Regions from separate parts of the Mus musculus genome. Here all the other regions are linked to region 1. The links are chromatin contacts, called in public promoter capture Hi-C maps. All regions are on one chromosome and are shown on one strand. Each heading gives the region's core, a stretch centred on a gene start, on an enhancer-like site or on the middle of the called end of the contact. The rest is flanking DNA. Distances are from core to core; before and after follow the strand shown. Region 1 holds the start of Dph6 (diphthamine biosynthesis 6). Region 2 has its middle 170 kb from the start of 4930528P14Rik. Region 3 has its middle 40 kb from the start of Gm39910.

Region 1 (3,303 bases), core at 355-2,854:
CATCTTCCATCATGCATTCTGGTTACTCTTCTCCAGTTACCTGTTCTTTTGTCATCAAACCTTCAGTTCAAAACCTGTGCCCAATTCATGTCCTGCCAGCAGTCTTTAATTAAAATACAATTTTAAAAGCCAGGTGAAGGGCTGGAGAGATGGCTTAGCGGTAAAGAGCACTGACTGCTCTTCCAGAGGTCCTGAGTTCAATTCCCAGCAACCACATGGTGGCTCACAACCATCTGTAGTGGGCATCCAATGCTGTCTAAGGCTGTGTCTAAAGGCAGTGACAGTGTATCCCACATGTATGAAATAAATATGGCCAGAACCAGCAGGCTGGAAAAAAAAAAGCCAGGTGAAAGTAGAAATCAGAAAGGGAGATTTATTCAACATGGATACATTGGGAAGACGGATTTTGGGAGTTTGGGCATTCACTGGAGATATATATATGTATATATATACATATATATATATATATATATATATATATACACACACACACACATATACACACACACACACACACATATATATATATATATATATATATATATATATATGTATTACATGTATATAATGTGTATATACATAGGCAGTGGTGGCGCACACCTTTAATCCCAGCACTCAGGAGGCAGAGGCAAGTGGATTTCTGAGTTCTAGGCCAGCCTGGTCTACAGAGTGAGTTCCAGGACAGCCAGGGCTACACATAGAAAACCTGTCTCAAAAAAAAAAAAAAAAAAAAATATATATATATATATATATATATATATATATATATACATTCTTTACATATGAATAATATTCAAAGATGTATATGTTTAAGTTAGTTTAACTCACCAATAATGCCACGTGTACCCTCTATTTCTGCATTTTTTTTCTGTCTCTCTCTTTCTCTCTCTTTTGGTACAGTATTTTTCACTTTAACATACAATTCTCTTTTTAAATTCTCTTCTTCCTACACCTCTACACAAACTCCTTGTTCATGGATGTAGGTAGGCATGGTGGTCTATATCGTACACCAGTTGATCCCAGGAGCTCCAAAGAGTGCTTAGTACATTCAAATAACTAAGTACTGGCAAACGTATTTTAAATTAGATTTTCGTTTTGCTTTCTGGAGTGCAAGTTTTTCAGTTTCTGTATTGGGAAAATGCAAAAACACAGTATAGGAGGCGGAGGTCATGTAGCCTCACTGGTTCAATGGGCAGAGATGCAAACCTCGAAGTTAAAAGTGATCAGGGGTTAGTGGGTTTTTTTTTTTGGAGGGGGGGTAGGAAGGGCGAAAAGATTTCTTTCTTGTAGTTGACGAAGAGAGGAGAGAGACTAAATCCCCTTTCCAAGGTAGTGTTTCAAATCTTAGAACTTGTGACTTTGAATTTACTACCCAGACAATCCCAGCACCCTCAAGCGGTTTACCAAGGACCATGCCCTTCCCTTGGCAGCTTCACTGCCCTTACTTAGGTGGTTAGGCTGTGCCTAAACTTTTTTCTTTTTGTAAATTCTGAGCCATATATCCATGTATCAGGGAACAGATGCTGAGACTACCTAGCCTCTACACCCGGGTGTTCAGCAAGGTGCTGAAGGGGCAGTAGGCATGGTCGAGGGCAGGCAGCGCAGCAGACACCAGGTCGAGGACCGCGCGTGTAGGTCCAGTCGCCGCGGGATCCCGGGCCTGGCGTCTGTGGTTACCGCACGCACGCACGTACGCACGCACACTGCGCCCAGAATGAGGGTCGCGGCCCTGATCAGGTAATGAGGACTGGGGCCATCGCTTTACTCTTGGGCAAGGCTATATCCTGACGCGGCCACTGTAGAAACATCCGGAGCCACTTCTTGGGGCGCCGCGTGGGCCGGCCGGCGCCACGGCCACCGGAAGAGGCGGGGCGATCTGCTCGGGCTCCCTGGCCCCACGCGCCTCCTCTCTGGCAGCTTGGCAAAGCTAAACAGCACTAATTCCTGGGTCCTCCTCCTCCTCCGTGGGCGCATGGTCACCACGCCTGTTGGACTTTTATTTGCTCTGAACTTTGAGAGCCGCTGTTAACTTCACTTACTTGTTAGCAGTTTTTGTCCTCTATAATTCTCCTCAGTCTTGATCCTTTCCAGGAAGGAGGATTGCAACCTCACTCTCTTCTCACATCTCTGGCTTGCCGGGAGAGCTGTAGGATCCCCTAGATGGTTTGAGATTGCTTTGCTCCTATGTTGTCAGACACCTCCGTTGGAACTCAAGCTACTGACAGATGTATTTCCTCCTGGTTGAGTTGAAAATAAGCTAGGTTTTTCTAGATGCTCTGGAGTGCGTTGGATACAAATTTGCCTTACTGACCCTGGGCAACCCAAGTCATATTCCAAAAGTAGTTTGAAATCTAGTAACTTACTTAAAAGCCCAGATACTATAGCTGATAAGCAGAGCTATCCTTGATCTGTTTCAGTGCCTGGCAGTGATAAGGGGCATAGCAATATTAGTTTAAGACCCTTAAGTGTATTGTTTCTTGAGATTTAGACCTCAAAAAAGTGTGAATTCCACTTTATTGCTACAGTCTCTTTTTGTTAGCCTAGTGAAGCACACGTACACATTTGTTGTTAATGCCCTAGGTAACTGATGCTAGTTGACAGTGGGTGACAGTCTAGGTAAGCCAGTTTCTCTAGTGGCAGGAAAATGCCAGATCTGTTGATTCTGTGCCATTTTAAGGAAATGAAAACCCACCATAATTTAATAAATTTTACACATAAAGGGAATAAAACTTTAACCATCACGATTATTTGGTGAAGAGAGATAAAAATTAAATGTGAGCCAGGAAGGCAGCCATGGAACTTAGTTTACCGAAGCTCAGCAGGGTAGTAAAACATGTGAAACTGGAGAGAAGAAAGTCTCAGTGGAGTGTGTTCCTCAAAACACTCAGTGGATAGGAATTTAGAGGTGCTGTTTGAGAAATTATACAATTAAAAGCTGTATATTAGGAAATAAGAATGCACAAAATAAATATACATGTACTGTGTATGATTGTGTATAACATGGCCATATATTTAAGCTTCAGTTTGATAAATCTGTGTGCATTGTGTACCCACATGCATGTATTTGAATTTGTGTGTACAACAGTTGATAGGGTATGAATGTATTTCCAGGACAAAATGAAACACATTCTTTTATATCACTAAGTCAAAGACTAAAAAAAACTCAAAAAAAAAAAAAAAAAAAAAGATGTCCTGTTGAATGGAAGCTTGTAGATTATCTAGGCAGGCTATTTTAAATTTATTCTGAAGCATAGAAACCCAAATATATTGTGATTGCATTGTCTGCCTTTGGAATCTTCTGCC
Region 2 (3,153 bases), core at 650-3,149, 520 kb before region 1:
GGTGCTGACCTCCTTTGATTATATGTTCTTGCATCTGCAGACCCACAGTCACCCTCTAAATTGCCCAGTTCTGAGCAACTGAATTGTTTGTCCAGTCTTGGGTATAATCATTTTCTTTAAGTAATTAAAACAAAATGCTGTTCCTAACCTTTCTGTTGCTCACTCACCCAGCCTCTACATTTGGATCTCTAACATATGTCCTTAGCTGTGTCCAAGAAACTCTTCTATTTGGCTTCTCCTGTGCTTAAAAGTGTCACGGGTTTTGAAATTTCTACAATCATCTGTCAAGAAAGTCAGGAGTTATTCTTGACTGGTCACATCCAATACTTCCATTGCTTTGACTATTGTAGTGTTCCCAAATAACTGCTTGCCCTCTTGCAAAATGACCTCTATCGTGTCCACCACGTGGTCCACAGTGTGTGTGAAGCTGGAAAGGAACATGTACATGAGATTAAAGAAAGAGAGAAAAATGTCCTTGCTTTGTCATCTTCTGCAAGTTTTCTAGTCACTCCGAGTGCTAATTAAAGCTTGTTTTTTCTTTACCCACATAGACTTAATTTAAGGAGAATTTGAGTATATTTTCTTAACAACTGATAGATATAGAAAATAGTGTTGGACTCTGCTTCTGTAATTTTTTGTGCAAAATTTGCAAGTAGGTTCCTTTTTAAAAATTTTTTCTATGACAGTTGGAAAGATTCCATATATGAAAGAACAGGTGAATGCAAATGAAATCCCGAGGAGATAAGCTTACTTGACATACTATCTCCTTCCTTTCTGTGAGATTTTAATGTATTTCAACTCCAGGAAGACAAAGGATCCTCCTCTTGTCTCATTTCCAGAAGAGACTCCCTGGGTAATATATAGGTTTTAATTTCAAGAGTATAGACTTCTTGCCTCTACTGACTCTAGATCTAGTTACTGTATCTACTCCTTGAGATATTTGCCCCTTAAGACTATTTTCCTGTTTGGAAATTATAGCTATAAACCGATTAAGGAAACCAGCCCCTCTTTCTTTAAAGATAGGCCTAGTTATTACTTCAGAAACAATGTGATTATAGAAGATTAGTTAGATTAATCAATGCTTTACAAGGTTAGTGAGCTCTCCTAAATTAGATAGTGCCTTAGCTACTTCCTCATTGTGAACACTGCCAGGTGAATTCAACTGATGTTTTCTTTCTTTCTTTTTTTTTTCTAAGAAAATCCAATTCTTATGACTAAGTGTGACCCTGACACCCCTTTTCTCTCTCAAATATGAATGAAAAAATTGATCATTCTCCTATTCAGTCCTGACAGATTTAGTGAGTCAGTTATCCTCTCAAGAGACTCGGGGTCTAGTGTAGTGGCTCAGTTAGTAAAATGCTTGTCATGTGGCATGAGGACAGGAGATTTAATCCCCAGACCTCATGCAAAGAAGCTGGGATAACCATCTGCTCTTGTATTCCCAGAACTGGGGCAGACAGAGCCTGTGTAATCACTGAATGCACTGTCCAGCCAGCTTACAGTAATCAGCAAGTTCAAGTTCAAAGGATAGACCTGTTTCAAAATAAAATAACATAAAGTCCATGACTTCTAAGAAATGACACTTAAGTAGTAGTCTCAACACATGTATATATGCATGTACAACCATAGAAAAACACACATGAACACACCATATCCTATTCTCAGTAACTGTTTTTCTGCCCCCTCTCCCCGCTTTTGAAAAGACATCAGACTCTCGGTCACAATATAAACTAATAGATTCTAACCAGACAGAACCTTGGCTCTTTATATGATGCTGCATTAGTAGACCTGCATTAAGGTCACACGAGCTCCCATGGACCTGCCTTATACTCCTGGAGCAAATTCTGATCACTGTAGAACTTACAAAGGATCCGGAATTGTGACTGCTAAACAACGTAAATGCTCCCATCTCTCCCTGTCCTAGCATCTCACTTAGGAATATTCCACAAGCTTCCCTTACAGTATAGGCCATGATAGACTCATGATTCTGATCTGCTTTGAGCACCTACTTTTGAAGAATTACAGTAACTGCAATATATACCAAGATGTATTGGGTTTTGTTACAAGATTGTTTAATTTCATAGATGCGGTTCTTATGGGTCTTTTAAAACATTTATCTTTGACTGTATTTATTCTAGAAACCTGGCAACTTATTTGGGGTACATACCAGCAAATCTGGATTTTGGAATCAGATTCCTTCCCATATGGTACCAATATATCTCTGTCTTTGCCTTCATGCAATACAGCCACAGATGTTAACATTTCTGGGTTTTAATAGGCCTCTGATCTCTGGCAAGCCCTTTTTTGGATGAGTCAATGGTGTGTTTTTAAATCTATAGCTCATTTACAAGATTGTTTTTATGAGATTTGTTTTTCCTGATGCTATGGCATTCACCCTTATTCCAAGATATTTAACACAAAAACTAGCAGAGGGCTTGCCTGGCACAGAGATGAATGCTTACATGATAAATAGCCCAAAAAGGCAAGGCAAGCTTTTATTCTATCTGGAAGTAAAATATTGTGACCGTGGTCCAGAGAGTTTAACTAATACAACTGTTTAACTTTCCTAGGATGTTATCATGTTGGAACATCTCTCTCAGGTGCGTCCTCGTGGCTTGGTTGGAACAGATCTGATTTTGAGTCTTCAAAAGAAACGGTGGAATGCCAGATCATTCCCATGAAGAAAGCAGACAGAGTGAGCAGTCAGATCTGACTGTCACAGTGACAGTTATTGGATACTGAGAGATTTCTTTACTGTAGTTGTCATGGGTAGGTGAAAGAAAAGACACTCAGGGAAAGTTTATTTCATCTATAGCTGAAAATCTCTTTTCTAAGAGGCAGGACCACAATTTGAATGAATATATGTCATCAGCATCTTTGAGCAGTATACTTTTATAGCAACTGCCTCCCAATATAGCATTGTATGATTATATCATGTTAAGATATAATTAGTAGAACATGGTAAACATACCAGCAAATGTTGGGGTTAATAAATATTGTATTCATATTTGTAGTCCTTTCCATAAAAAATTCTCAAGCCTTAGGACACCAAAGCTATATTTATGTACATGGGAACACCATTAAGATGTCATATATTTAGGAATGTTGACATTTTTTAAAGGAATATGCAATAGAAAATAAACTGTAAAGAAA
Region 3 (3,419 bases), core at 784-3,283, 800 kb before region 1:
TGTGTATATGTGCGCATGTGTGAGTGCATGTGTGTATTTGTGTAATTAAAGAAAATGAGGGCATGAAATTTAAAGGAGAGTTTGGGGAGACACAAGAGGAGTTGGAGGGGAAGAAGCCAGGGTGGAAATTATGTAAATATAGTACTCATGTATGAAATTATAAAAAAATACAAAATCAGAATAAATAAATGGTTTCCAAAAGTGGTATTATAGACAGGCATAGTGGCACACAATTTTAACTGAACACTCAGAAGGTAGAGGCAGGAGGATCTCTGTGAGTTTGAGAGCAACCTTGTCTACACCGCCCCCAGTCAAGCAGGGTTAAATAGTGAGGGTTTGCCTGAACCAACCAATCAAATAAACAAACAAATAAGCAAACAAATGGGCAAGCAAGCAAGCAAGCAAGCAAATAAAAGAAAAAGAGTTCATGAAACTTAAAGGAGAGTTTGGGAAGACACAAGAGGAGTTGGAGGGGGAGAAGCCAGGGTGGAATAAAAGAAACGGAGAAATAAAAGGTTGCAGTTACTGAAAAACAGCAAATGTAAATTATTGAATGTTGTTGGACAAGAGCGACCCACTGACTATTCCTTCTATGTGAGCATCCATTGCAATCTTGTTAACTTTAGACAGAGTTGATAATTGGGCTTTATGGAGACTCACCCTCAAATGACTGTTGTGTGAATGAACCTTTTGCCATTGAAGGAATGAGGATGATGTGATGTCTCTCTTTGATTCTAAGCCTAAGGGGAAAAGTCTTCTGTATCAAAAACACATGGCTTAAAATTTCTGCATCTGAGCCTGCAACATTGATGGAGTTTTATGTAAAGAGATAAAAATCTTTGCATGGACTGTCACAAGCTGTTTGGGTGAACAGAGCTGCTGTTGCAAAACCACTGTTGATATTCTTAAATGGGCTGCAATGAGAACCACCTGTACGTCAGACCGAAGGTTTGGGCACAGTGAAAATCATCATGGTCAAAATAATGAAAATGAGGAGGGAGGGAGGGAGGGAGGGAGGGAGAGAGAGAGAGAGAGAGAGAGAGAGAGAGAGAGAGAGAGAGAGAGAGAGAGAGAGAGAGAGAGAGAGAGAGGAGAGAGAGAGAGAGAGAGAGAGAGAGAGAGAGAGAGAGAGAGAGAGAGAGAGAGAGAGAGAGAGAGTATGAGCATGTAAGGACAAATATGAGCTAGTTCAACAAGGAGGAAAATGTGAACAAGGAATTCAGAAACAGGTGTAACTTCTTTTAGAAACAAGAGATTTCAGAGGAAGAAGAATATCATTTGCCAGATACTACTCAGGAACACCTCAATATTCCTGAATGCACTTATAGTTCATATTATCTACCCTAATTATGGCAGACTTACAGTAGTTAGGAGACAATGTCACCCTAGAAAACACATATTATTGTGAAGTTAGAGCAAACAATTTGAGGGGAAGACTCTCTAGAAAGAATAGTACTAGTTAGTAGCCATGGCTGTCTTGTTAGCAAGAGAGAAGGCAAGAAAGCAGTAAATAATTATCAACAATTTACACTTTCCTAGATATAAGCCCATACTATATCTCAATTGGTATTCCTGAGAGAGCAAGCTGAAGGAGGTTTGGCATCTAAAAGCATTCATAAAGTATTTTATTTTAGACAAATTTGATGAAACATAATGGAAAGAAAGATGAATTGAATTAAATTGATTAAATTGAATATTCCTCTTCTGAGCATTTGGTTCTTAAAGATTCTGATCCCATTCTTGTCAGACTCACATGAATAGATGTGCTAGATACTTATGAAATGGTTAAAGAATTATGGATGTTTGGGTTATGCATGTGTGTTCTGAGAATTTTCTTAAACCCAAAGAGTTCTCATGAAGAAGAAAGAAATGCATGTTAATAATTAACCTTAACACAAGCAAAAACTGTGATGGCTGGTAGGGATGGGAGTATTGCCCAAAGGTCAAGTACATGAACTCTCTAATCAATAGCTCAGTTCTGCCACTTATTAGCTGCGTAAGCTCTGTAAGTTCTTTGACTCCACTAAGACTAGATCTCTCCCCTCTCGGCAAAGAAAACCATGCCAGGTAGCTTTAGCCCTCTGGGCACAGAGCCTGGTATACTATCTTGCTGTTGTTATTTGCCATTACAAACTAGGTGCAATGATTGAGAACATTCTGGAAGAGGTTTTGGCATGTCATTAGGTCTGAGTCTCAACTTTACAGAGTGCTGAGTACACTTAATTAAAAAAGGCGAGGCAAATTAGAGCAGTCTTGGACTTTGATGTTGAAAGACCTTGCTCAGCTTCCTACTCCTGGTTGATCCTTATCAGCATCACTCTGCAGTTCATATACTGGTTATGTTACCCGGCATGGATGAACTTCAATTCCTAGACAGAAAGTTGAAATAAGGAACGTATTTGTTTCTCAACATTGCAACTGTGGGGAAGTGCCGAGGAAAGTCTGCTGTGACCTGTAAACAAATATTTCTCTTGTAATTATTACTTTGAGGTATATAGAAAACAATGAGAAAGGACAAGTTAGCACAGAGATTAGCATGAGTTAAAGGCATAGAAGTTGACTGGCATACTGATGTTCAAGAATGACAAGAAGGTAGGTCTGACTGAAAACCTACCAGCATAGAAGGGCGTGCTTCCTTGTTGCAGTTGTTTATCTTATGGAAGCCCGAGTTGCAGAATTTGGTCTCTATTTTCTCTCAGTTTGTAGAATCTTCTGTAGAATGCCCTAATTATTATTTGACTACACATCTCTTAGGATCTTGGTAGTAGGGCCTAGGTTTATGCCATTGGAAAATCAGTATAGGTGATTCTAGTATCTACCTAGGATAAGGGAAAATATTTGTGATTTTTCCATCTCTCTTTGATTCAGTGAGATGGCTTTGTAAATATCAAGAAATATCAATGCATTACAGTGGTCAATTATTAATGCACAAAGAGATACAATCATGACTCAGAGAAGATAAGAGTGGGCAAGGCAGTTGGCCCTATTGGACCAGAAGAAACTATAGTGTGCTTAGACAAAATGATTGATCATACGTGAGGCAGAAAAATGACTCAGCCTGGAGCAACATTGTTGAGTTATCATCCACCCCTCCATCCTCCCGTGTATTGTCTCTTATGGTTTGCTGGGCATGCGACTCAGCAACTGTCCCAGCTTCTGTGGATTCTTCTGGGAGACAATTCAGTCCAGTTCAACTATCTGACTACATTTGAGACTCTTCTATTAGAGAGAGAGAGAGAGAGAGAGAGAGAGAGAGAGAGAGAGAGAACAGCTCTAGTTATCCAACAAAGGCAAATGGAACTACATTGAGGGGTGTGATGCAATGGTTCAGTAGTAAGGTCTCTGACTTCTCTAGAACATGACCTGGATTCAGTTTCCAGCATCCACACAGAAGATCACAACCATTTGTAACTGTAGTT

What was found. Promoter capture Hi-C pulls out the DNA fragments that hold promoters and counts their contacts.
Region 2: a contact with region 1 is called in a promoter capture Hi-C map of the 3T3-L1 cell line, with 4 times the contacts expected there. The contact joins the enhancer-like site here to the promoter of Dph6 in region 1. A contact is called at or near these places in 9 of 39 promoter capture datasets (the 3T3-L1 cell line, 3T3-L1-derived adipocytes, cranial neural crest and 5 more) and 3 of 115 datasets of contacts at active chromatin or transcription factors (embryonic stem cells, extraembryonic endoderm stem cells and pancreatic cancer cells).
Region 3: a contact with region 1 is called in a promoter capture Hi-C map of liver, with 4 times the contacts expected there. The contact joins the enhancer-like site here to the promoter of Dph6 in region 1. A contact is called at or near these places in 11 of 39 promoter capture datasets (the 3T3-L1 cell line, the HPC-7 cell line, the SN4741 cell line and 6 more).

Annotation. Positions count from the first base shown.
Region 1 is chr2:114,653,265-114,656,567 of GRCm38.p6, reverse strand. It overlaps Dph6 (diphthamine biosynthesis 6), which reads left to right and starts at 1,604. Exons shown (of 9, transcript NM_025675.5): 1 at 1,604-1,737. The coding sequence starts at 1,715.
Region 2 is chr2:115,176,362-115,179,514 of GRCm38.p6, reverse strand. No RefSeq gene overlaps it. Among named protein-coding and RNA genes, the nearest start is that of 4930528P14Rik, 170 kb to the left of the region's middle. Within about 2 kb of position 1,899, at least 7 of the 459 cell types and tissues checked have an H3K27ac peak or open chromatin away from gene starts, as enhancers often do.
Region 3 is chr2:115,448,850-115,452,268 of GRCm38.p6, reverse strand. No RefSeq gene overlaps it. Among named protein-coding and RNA genes, the nearest start is that of Gm39910, 40 kb to the right of the region's middle. Within about 2 kb of position 2,033, at least 12 of the 459 cell types and tissues checked have an H3K27ac peak or open chromatin away from gene starts, as enhancers often do. A contact at or near this core is called in liver, where this site is marked.